Linked DNA regions of Macaca mulatta: region 1 is linked to region 2. A link is a contact called in public Hi-C data. All regions are on one chromosome and are shown on one strand. The core of a region is the stretch at or near the end of the contact, and the rest is flanking DNA. Distances in the headings are between cores, read along the strand shown. Region 1 holds the start of GNPNAT1 (glucosamine-phosphate N-acetyltransferase 1). Region 2 holds the start of GPR137C (G protein-coupled receptor 137C).

Region 1 (5,477 bases), core at 2,878-5,377, 240 kb before region 2:
TCTTTAATAAAGATACAAAAAAATTAGCTGGGTGTGGTGGTGCACGCCTGTAGTCCCAGTTACTCAGGAGGCTGAAGTGGGAGGATTGCTTGAGCCCAGAAGGCAGAGGTTGCAGTGAGCTGAGATTGTGCAGCCATACTCCAGCCTGGGCAACAGAGTGAGACCTTGTTTCAAAAAGAAAAGGAAAATTGCTTGAGTTTCACTTGCATTATGGAAATAGTAGTGCCCACTTTATGTCACAGGATTCATATGAGGATCAAATGAAATAATTTATAAACATGTTTAGAGAATGTCTTAGCCTGTTTTCTGCTACTGTATTAGAATACCCAAGACTGGGTAATTCATAATAAAAAGAAGTGTATTTGGCTCACAGTTCTGGAGGCTGGGAAGAGCAAGAGCATGGTACCAGTGTCTGTTGAGGGTCATCCCATGGCTGAAGGCATCACATGGAAGGAGTGGTGTAAGAGAAAGCAAGAGAGGGAGGAGCTGAACTCATCCTTTTTTATCAGGAACCTACTCCCATGGTAACAGCATTAATCCATATTATGTGAGGGAAGAGCACTCATGACCTAATCACCCCTTAAGGGCCTCCCCCTCTTAATACTGTACCATGGCAATTAAATCTAAATGTGAGTTTTGGAGGGGACATTGAAACAATAACAGAGAATTATAACTTTAAGACCATATTAAGTATGTACCATATTACCTTTTTTTTTTTTTTTTTTGAGATGGAGTCTCGCTCTGTTGCCAGGCTGGAGTGCAGTGGCGCGATCTTGGCTCACTGAAACCTCCACCTCCTGAATTCCAGTGATTCTCCTGCCTCAGCCTCCTGAGTAGCTGGGACTACAGGCGTGCACCACTACGCCCAGCTAATTTTTGTATTTTTAGTAGAGATGGGGTTTCACCATGTTGGCCAGGATGGTCTCGATCTCTTGACCTCGTGATCTGCCCACCTCAGCCTCCCAAAATGCTGGAATTACAGGCATGAGCCACCGTGCCCGGCCTGTACCATATTTCATCCAGTCTTAGACACATCCATTGTATGACACACCATTAATTTATATACCACTAAGAAAGAAACAATGTGGCTAATTTAAAACTATAATATCTTATCACTTGGAACTTGTAATACCTAGTGAAACAACTCTTTTATATTTAATTAGACATGGATTGTTATATCTAATTCCTGTGCAAACATTAAGAGGAAAATATAAATGAAATAAATTGGTTAAGGTATTCTTTTTTTGAGGGGGATGGAGTCTCGCTCTGTCACCCAGGCTGGAGATCAATGGGCACAAGCTCGGCTCACTGCAATCTCTGTCTCCCGGGTTCAAGTGATTCTCCTGTCTCAGCCTCCTGAGTAGCTGGGACTACAGGTGTGTGCCACCACACTGGTTAATTTTTGTATTTTTCTGAGACAGGGTTTCACTATGTTGGCCAGGCTGGTCTTGAACTCCTGACCTTGTGATCTGCCTGCCTCAGCCTCCCAAAGTGCTGGGATTACAGGCGTCAGCCACTGTGCCTGGCCAAGGTATTCTTAAACTTCTCGTTCAGGCCAACATTCCTGAATCATTTCTCAACTGAATCACTGACATCCATGTTTTTCCATATAATAGCCTTATCTGTGCCGATGAGGATATTGTTGTTGGTTGGACGTGGTGGCTCACACCTGTAATCTCAACACTTTGGGAGGCCGAGGTGGGCGGATCACAAGGTCAGGAGTTCAAGACCAGCCTGGCCAACATGGTGAAACCCCATCTCTACTGAAAATACAAAAATTAGTTGGGTGTGGTGGCGTGTACCTGTAATCCCAGCTACTCAAGAGGCTGAGGCAGGAGAATTGCTTAATCGGAGCCCAGGAGGTGGAGGTTGCAGTGAGCTGAGATCATGCCACTGCACTCCAGCCTGGGCTACAAAGTAAGACTCCCTCTCAAAAAAAAAAAAAAAAAAAAAAAAAAAGGAATATTGGTGAATGCAGCATTTCTTCTAAGAATCTAGAAAAATAAATAAAAATCACCAAAGGACATTCCAATGGTTCCATTAAACCAGAAGTTGAAACTGTCTCCTGGTTATCTTGGGCTCCTCATTGCCGAGTGAACCTACCTACAGGCAAAGAAAGGGGTTAACTTTACTGGCCAGAGTGATCGACTTTGTCTATTAATGAGAAATTGGGTTCTTATGGCCCAATGTGGGTAAGGAGGAGGATATCTGGAATGTATGAGATCTCTGGGGGTACCTCTTACAAGTCTTGTGTTCTGTGATTTTATATAATTGCTTACATTTCACTTTTTGCTAATTTATAAAATGTACAGCAGTTTGTTGTACAGGAGAAAATCACTGAAAACATCTGACCAGAAATCTGCTAAGAAAAACGGGGAGGGCCAGGTGCTTAAGATTAGTGGTGTGTACATAAGTATTTTTTTAAAATTTTTGTTTGTTTTGAGACAGGGTCTTGCTCTGTGGCCCAGACTGGAGTGCAGTCATGCAGTCATGGCTCACAGCAGCCTCTACCTCCCAAGCTCAGGTTATCCTCCTACCTCAGCCTCCTGAGTAGATGGGACTACAGGCACTTGCCACCATGCCTGCCTAATTTTCAGTATTTTTTTGTAGAGACAGGTTTTTGCCATGTTGCACAGGCTGGTCTGAAACTCCTGGACTCAAGCTCAAGATCCACTTGCCTAGGCCTCCCAAAATGTTGGAATTACAGGTGTAAGCCACCACGCCCAGCCATGAGTATTTATTTTTATTTATGCCTTGTGTATTCTTTTTCTTTTCTTTTTTTTTTAGAGACAGGGTCTTGCTCTATTGTCCAGGCTGCATTCAACCTCGTGGGCTCAAGTGATCCTCCTGCCTCAGCCTTTGGAGTAGCTGAGACTATGGATGCACACCACCACATCCTGTTCATGCCCTATATATTCTTTTGTATGTATGGGTGTAAAAACAGAGATAAAAACAGAGACGTGGATGCCATCAGCTCACTGATGTTTGAAGTTCTGAGAAAGCATAAATCAGTAAAGGAGTTAACTGAAATTTAAATCTCATAAATGAGCAAAAAATATAATGTCTGGTATACGATCTATGGGGTTCTTGAATACTATTGCTTAAGAATAAAATACTTTGCGATTTCAATAAATCGAAAATTATGGTACAAGGCAAGGAAGGGGAGCTACTAGCTACGAGACTAGTAAATTATGTAACATCTCTGAACCTCTGTTTCCTTATCTGTTAAAATAGGGACAAAGTGCTACTTAGGTAAGACACTTCAGAAATGGGGCTCTGAAGGAAGTCACTTTTCTTCTAACGAAAGGTTTCTAAACCTCAGCACTCCAGACATTTCAGGCCAGGTAATTCTTTGTTGTGCGGCGCTGTCCTGCGCATTGTAAGGCGTTTGGCAGTATTCCCGGCCTCTACTCACCTGTGCCCTCCACCATCTGGAGATTCCAATGGCACCTCTCTCCCACATGAGAGGCTGAAAATGATTCATACATTGCCAAATGTCTCCTGGGCGGCAAAACTGTTGCAGTTTTTATTGGATGAACATGAACTCCATGTTCATCCAATAAAGCGTTTGAGGGACTGAGAAATGAAACAAGTCCCAAAGGAGTAGAATGCAGTGGCCCCGACTCCTAGTTTCACGAAGGCAGGAACTGTGACTCAGAGGCCTGGGGATGCGGGGCTCTGAGCTGCCAGTTGGTAGGAAAAGTCCTAATTAATGGATTGAATCATGAAGGGAGGGCAACAAGGGACAAATGGAGAGGGCCAGTGGTCGAGTCTCAGGATCAAAGAGGCCCACACTGGTCACCACTTACGCTGCTGGGCTGACTGCTAGGCAGGCGTACGCAGATAAACCGAGACAATGACGCGGTGGGAAAGGCCTTGTGGAGGGAGGAGGAGGAGCCCGGAGAGCCCAGTTTTGGTCCGGCGGCCACCGCCCCGGGCGCCGACGCGAACCTCAGGCCCCGCCCCTCGTCCTCCTGGTCCGCCCCCGCTCTCCGGGCCCCGCCCCTCGCTCGCTGGGCCTGGGCCGGTGGCGCCTCGGCCCGCGCCTCCGTCTCCGCCTCCGCCCGCCTGCGCGCGGCCCTGCGTGAGGGGGTAGAGGCGGGGTGGAGGCGTTGGCGCTGCCACGTCTGGGCCGCGGTTCCCGACTGTGGCGCGGGCGGTGGAGGAGGAGGTGGGGCTGGCGCTGAAGCCGGATCCGGATCCGGTGCTGTGCACCCTGGTGCGGGAGAGTCCGACGCGCCTGGCAAGGAGCGCCGATCGCGGGGCCTCTACGGGTGAGGAGAGACCGGGGCCGGGGCTCGAGAGCTGGACCGTGTGTCCTGGGGGCTGGGGCGGGCCTGCCTTCAGGTTTATCTAACAGGTGTGACTGGTGCCCCGGCGAGGCCCCCGGGGGTGTTGTGGAGGAGCCGGGCGTTAATCCTCGCCAGCTGGGTGCACATGGTGTGGAGCGCGGGTCCCAGGAAGTTGAACGCACGCGCGCCTGGAGCAAAGGTTAAGGATGATGGCCAGCGGTCCGGCCATACGAGGGTCTTGGCCTGGCAGGACTGGCACTGGGACTGGGGTCGGAACTTCGCTTCCCAGACTTTGGCGTGGGAAATGAGACAGTTGGTCGCGTTCTCTGCAGCCATGGGTTTTGAATGGGCACGAACTTCCCAGGCCCCTTTTTTTCTCCTATTCCCGGGCGCATCCCACGGTGGTCGGGAGCCCCTGAGGCAGCTGCTCCGAAGACCACCTCCGCACCGACTAGGTCGGCGCTTTCCCCACGGTACAGAGGGACATCCTTTGTCTCTTTTTCCTAGGCTCCTACTTCTAGAAACACCGAGTGGTGTACTGTGATTTCTGTTGTAGGAACTGATGTTTATGTAAGCCAAACTAATTTAAAATTTTCATACAAAATTGAACGGACGATTATACGATTCGTTTTGTTAGGATAATCCCTCATGAACGAATCCTAGAATGGATCTTAAGAAATTAATTTAGGCAGGATTTGCCAAATAGGGGAGAGAGCGCTAGCTGTATGGTAGGATGATGTGAAGATTGGGGTCTGCTGAGGATGGTAATCGAGGTCAAGATGCGAAAACAAGAGGATTCTAGCCCCAGGTCACTTATATGCTGTGTTACCTAAGGGGCAAGTCTTGGGAGTTCCAGGTGCTTCAGCTTCCTCATCTGTAGACTGGGAATAACACCTAGATTGTAAAGGTCAAATAAACTATCAGAAAATACTTTTGAAAATTCATGCAGTTACACAATTTAATAAACATGGCCAGGTGTGTTAAAAATCATTAACGAAAGAGATTCAGAATGGATTCTTGTTATCGAAATTGTTATAAAATGAATATAGAGGAATCCGAAGTCCGCCCCTCCCCCATTCACCTGTACTTAGAAGGTGCCCCAGGAGCTCTTGAGAAATACATAGGGTGGTTTAGATTTGGCCTTAGATTATGTTTTTAAAATTTGTAGATTGACTTTTAAAATCT
Region 2 (5,764 bases), core at 2,864-5,363:
GCTGTTTTGGCATTGTGATTAAGTCACTGTACTTTATCCTGATTAAGCAACTGGCACTCCTAAGATCAAATTGGAAGTAAGAACTTCAATATGTTGAAGATGAACTCATTGATTTTGGCATGCATCACAACACTTCAAGATGGTATACCATCAACTCTCATTAAAAAAAAAAAAATTTAGATTCAGGAGGTTCACATGCAGGTTTCTTACATGGATATACTGTGTGATGCTGTCATTTCTCCTTTTAAGTCGTTCAACATGTTCTAATGGTAGACAGAATCAATTTTATCAGATAGTCTGTTTTAAATATTGAAGTCTTCTCCGGTAAAAGTCCAGGAGTGTGAACCTTTCTCTGGTAAAGCTCATGTCCTACCTATCCTGCCAGAAGTTCAATATGTGTTTTTAGATTAGTGTACAAGGTGGTTTTTCCCCCCTCTCTCTCAACTATCGGTTTCCAGGAGGTTAAGTACGAAACACTGAGAAGCTCAACTGTTTAAGAAAGGGCTACTTTCCTTCATCTTATTTCAAGTATAGACACACACACACACACACACACACACACACACACAAAGTCCTTCTTTTCAAAAACATGAGTTTTAGAATATCTGCCAAAATGTATTCAAAGTAGTAGGGTTTGTTTTACTTTTTATACTGATCCACGGTTCTTTATAACTAAGTCCTGAAAGCTACTCTTAGTGAGAATCAGAAAAAACAAATGCTTTAAATAAGTTAAAAGTAATATGGAATTGGTATTTAATACGGCATACAGTAAAGACAGAGTGAGTTGGTTATCAAGACACACACAACTATTAAAAAAAGATACAGGGGCCTTTGGTTAAAAAAATTAAACATCAGTTAAGTCTTATATTTATTACCACATAGGCTTTCCCTTCCACTTTGCTATAATATGAAGAACTCACTAGGAAAAACTTCATTAATTCAGAATGATCAATGGGAAGTATACTTCCAGTTATCTGGAATTGATATAAAAATTTGAACTCAAATACTCTCTTAAATACAGGTTCCTGGCGATTTTCTGTAATGAAAAGAGAAATGATTTCTGGTTAAGATATCTCCTTTCAAATAGGCTTTCAAAAAAACTGACAATTTGTTCTCTTAAGTACAATTGTGTCCTAAAATCGCTAATTTGATTATAAAAAGGACAGACAAACAACTCACACCCTTTTTAGCAGGCATTACAAAGGAAAAAAGCTTTATCCCAGCTTCTTTCCAAATTATGTTTTTCAGGTTAATAGAGTTTCATCGTTTTAAAAAAAGTACATCACACAAACATTTAACAGGAAGACTTTTAGACTTTAAATTCTTCCTCACTAGCTTGAGTATTAGCTCAAAGTCTGAAGACCCAATCTAGACACTCTGTGGATTCTATGCTATATAAGCTTACCTTCAGGATTTTGAGCTTAAATATATATCCTTTTTTGTGATGGTGTTTACCCACTTTGTGCTTATCTGAGCGAGCTACTGACTGGGAGATGGTAAAAAGGGAACCTTCTGGGACACGGAAAATGCTTTATATCTTAATCTGGGTGGTGGTAACATGGGTGTATACAGATGTAAAATTTCATCTAGGTGTGCATTTAAGATTGTGGACTTTATGGTATATGTTATACCTCAAGAAGTAAAAAAGAGTGTTTAATCCACTTTATGAAATGCCTACCAACTATTTTACAGTGAATCATTCATACGATTTTGTAAATCAAAATGTATAGGGAAAAAACAAGTCATCTGATGCTCCTGGCATAAAAATCGCTAGTCACTTTCAGGTAAACATCTCAAGCTGGAGTAAAAGCTTCAGTGTTGAGAAGTCACTAACACACTATCTGAAATGGTGGCAGGAAGATTACAATGTATCAGTTTAAGTATAAAGGGTAGAAGTGTTATAACAGCTTAAACGACAACTAGATTAGAACATCCTCAAATAAGTGACACGACTATGGCATCATTATCTCATTTGTGATAACCTATGCTGCTTATTTCCGCTTACTGCTTTGGGGTTTTGTCATTGTATTGTTTGGACTTTCAAAGGATGGAGAAGGAAAATAATAAAAGTTAAATTAGTTTTGTTGTTTTCAACTATTGTTTTTAGTGTGCTAAATAGTTGACGTTATGACTGACTTTAAAATTATGCATTCTACTTCCTATTTATTAAACGAGAAAAGAGTTGGTTTATGTAGGAAATATAAACACTTAATCTATGTCATTTTAAAAAAAATTTTTGCTTGGAACTATATTAATTCCATCACCTCCAAAAAAGCCTTTGAGAGGATTAGCTGCATAGGCCAATATTATTCTATATTAGTCTGTATTAAGCATATGATGTCACCTTGCTTCCTCCCCTCCTCAAGCTTTTCTTTTGGTGGGAAGGAGGACTTTCTTGGGGGAAATTCTCAAAATATTATGGCTTAAATACCACAAGCTGACACACATGATTGACAATCTTACACTCCCAAACCTGTTTGAAATGGGTCAAATACCTAAGCGCTGCAGAACAATGCAATCCAACCAGCAATTCCCCATAAAAGAGAAAGGGGGTGTGATTAGGTTCCAGATATTAAGCAAGTTATTGCAAAAACAGTTTGGTGGTTTTGTTTCTGCAATAGGGACAGGTTGAGCTAGTATTTTTTTCTCTTAATAAGGTCCAAAAAAGACTATGCTATAGGAGGTAGGATAAACCACTAAAGCATGAAGCAACTGGGACAAACATTAAGGGCTTTATGGAGGTCCTTATCCTGATCCTCAGCATTGGTTATTGATCATCAACCCTGCTGGGGAACTATCGAACGAAATTTGCGTGAGGCTTATCGAGCCACAGGAAAGGAGATGCAGGAGGGAATATAAGCTTCTAATAAAAGAAACGCAGCAACAATAGCAGAGGAACAGCTCTGCCTGGTGACGTAATGGCTGGCAGCAGTCCAGCTTCAGCAGAGCTGCTGCTACCTCAGCATCCAACCTCCCTCAACACAGTCCGGCTTCGGCAGAGCCACCGGGGCTGCTACTTCTTGAGATGCCACTTTGTTGGTGCCACCAACGCCTTACCTCAGAGGGCCAGAACACCAAACAAAGGGTTCGTTCCGTTGCTGTTTTAAGTTGTCAGACACACACACTCTCACTCACTCACCCCCTAGCCCCGGACCCCTCAGTAATCGAGCCAATCAGCCACTTAAGTTTAGGACGAAAACACTGGCTCACACTCCAGGTGTGCCTCAGTTTCCCCAGGCTGGTTTCCAGTCCGCCTCTAGCTGCCCACCCCCCCGCCCCCGCTGGTCCTCAGCGGGAGTTGATCCCAGCGGCCCCGCGTACCCGCCCGGGCCCCGCATGCCGGCCCTCCTGCCTTACCTCCGCCAGGTAGAGGTTGAGGAGACAGAGCGTGGAGAACTGGAGACAGGAGGGGAAGCAGTAGAGCAGCCAGTGGGGGAAGAAGTGCAGGTGAGCGGGCGGCCGGAGCAAGGGCAGGGAGCCGCTGAGCGAGAAGGCGGCAGAGAAGAGGGTGGTCCTGAGCGCTGCCCACAGGAGACAGAGGAAGAGGCAGAGGCTCTGGTAACTCAGCCGCCGCTCGCGGTACAGGAGCAGCCGCCACAGCTGCAGGTAGGCAAAGGCGAACAGCGCGGCGTAGAGCAGGGCGTGCAGGACGCTCAGCGCCAATTGCACGGAGCCCGGCACCGCGGCGCCTGAGGCGGCAGCGACGGCGCCTCCGCCTCCGCCGCCCCCGCCGGGCGTGGAGGGCTCGCGGCCGGCCGCGGGGGCCGCAGCGGCCGCCGGACCCGGCACGGACACCCTCATGAGGGGGCTGGGGGCCGGGCGAGCGAGCGCGGGAAGGAAGGGGCTGGATTCGGAGCCGCCGTCGAAGGGGAGAAGGACTGCCCCCTTACCCCCCACCCACCCCAGCCTCTAACCCCAGGAAGCGCCGTGACGGGACCCGGAGTCCCGCGCAGAGCAGCCGCTGCTCCCCCCGACCCCGCCTCCTCTTTCCCCCCACCCCTCGGGGGTCTCGGCTCCTCCTGCTGCGGCTCGGCTCCGTAGCTGCAAAAAACAACTCTCGGCTGGAGACAATCAGCTGAGAAACCCGAGCATTTGAGGCGCTCGCTCCGCACTGTGGGCTCGCGCCGATTGGCCCGGCTAGGCACGCCCCCTGAGCGCCGTGCTCGGAAGGCCACGGGCCGCCGTACCCGTCGCTCGAGGGCCCCGAAATCTGATTGGGGGCTTAATTTTCCTACTTTCTCCCTCCCCTGTACTTCCCACCCACGCTGCTGATTGGACCTGCTACTGCACCGCCCGTTCGCGCCGGCGGGAGGACTCTGTAATCGTCTGTCACTCTCGCTCCGCCCACCGCGCTTCCCATTGGTTAGAGAATGCCTCACGTAGGGAGCACGAGGAGAAGGAGGAGCTTCGCAGGTTGTTTTTTGTCCGGGAGGCCGACTCTGTCGAGTCGGTGGCGGCCGCAGGCTGGGAAGGAGCGGTGCTACGCCTTAGCAGGTTGGCGAAGTGGTTCCAGGCTACCCGGCTAGTCTGGCACGGCCCGGCCTTCTGCCTCCTACTCCGTCGCGTGGCGGCGGGAACTGTTGGCCGCGCGGCCTCAGGAACGGCCTAGGTCCCCGTCCGCAGGTCCCGGGCAGGTAGGTGGCAGCGCCGGTCCTTCAGGCTGTGGGCTCTGCCTGCAGACCCGGGGATTCAGACGAAGCGGCTTTCTGTAGCCAGGGCTGCACTGCAGAGCTCCGGAGTCTGACTTAGGACACCCGCCTCTGGGGCACTGAAGGGCCTCACCTGGAGCCTCCTGAGGGCGTTTTACCTTCTGTTTTCGCTGTATGAACGGCGGGAAACACCGGAGCCCTTTGTGGGTCAAGGGGATGGAAAGGGGCAACGGGGAGAACCGGAGCTCTTAAGTGAAAGACACTTCCCTCCCAAGGGATATGTCTCTTAAGAAGGAGTAATAGTAGTGTCAGATGGATGTTGAAGCGATCTGTGAGCAGGGGGAAGCTCGTTCTTTCAAACGTAGAATTTGGGAAGATGCTCTGGGCTTCAGTTTTGGGAAAAAGGCAGAAACAGACTTGTTAGTCTGATGATTGCCTGGAGAGGAAGTAGAATATTCTGTACTGTTTAAATTCCACATGTATTGAAGCCCTTGGACCTGTGTATGGTAGATGGTGGCGCTATTCCTGGGGCTGAGAGAAAATACATGCTATGTTACTGCTGTAAAGAAGCGAGGAATAATCACATAGACTAATGTATATTAGGCCGGCACATAGTTGTTGATTTTTTTTTTCCTATTTGGGAATAAAATTAGCAAGTAGTGCAAAATTAAGAGGAAATAATTTGTTTTCTTTAGAATATACAGCACATTACGAATTCAATATCCTTGTGAAAGACATTGCCACGTCTATTGGAGCAACCAAGACCCAGCTTTCCTTACCTCACCATCCTTTGTCCTATGCTTTTTTGTTTTTCTTTTTTCGTGCAGGGTCTCGCTCTGTCACCCAGGCTGTAGTGACAGTTCACTGCAAACCTCCACCTCCTGGGCACAAGCAATCCTCCCACCTCAGCCTCCCAAGTAACTGGGACTACAGGTACTGGCGCCACCATGCCCGGCTGATTTTTTTTTTTTTTTTTTTTTTTTGGGAGAGACGAGGTTTCACTGTATTGTCCAGGCTGGCCTTTGTCGTATGCTTTGCCCAAGAAGAGTGGTGCTCTCTTTTTTTCCTAGCTAAATATTCCACAGGGAACTTTAAAGTCTATTTTTTAGAGTCTG

Evidence for each region. A called contact is a pair of places that touch in the nucleus more often than the background predicts.
Region 1: a contact with region 2 is called in a Hi-C map of fetal cortical plate, with 2.6 times the contacts expected there. The contact joins the promoter of GNPNAT1 here to the promoter of GPR137C in region 2. A contact is called at or near these places in 2 of 14 Hi-C or Micro-C datasets (fetal cortex germinal zone and fetal cortical plate).

The regions. Positions count from the first base shown.
Region 1 is chr7:125,921,777-125,927,253 of T2T-MMU8v2.0, reverse strand. GNPNAT1 (glucosamine-phosphate N-acetyltransferase 1) reads left to right here and starts at 4,127. Exons shown (of 6, transcript NM_001260699.1): 1 at 4,127-4,274.
Region 2 is chr7:125,681,685-125,687,448 of T2T-MMU8v2.0, reverse strand. GPR137C (G protein-coupled receptor 137C) reads right to left here and starts at 4,113. Exons shown (of 7, transcript XM_077941031.1): 1 at 3,358-4,113. The coding sequence starts at 3,801. TXNDC16 (thioredoxin domain containing 16) reads left to right here and starts at 4,445. Exons shown (of 21, transcript XM_015143696.3): 1 at 4,445-4,634.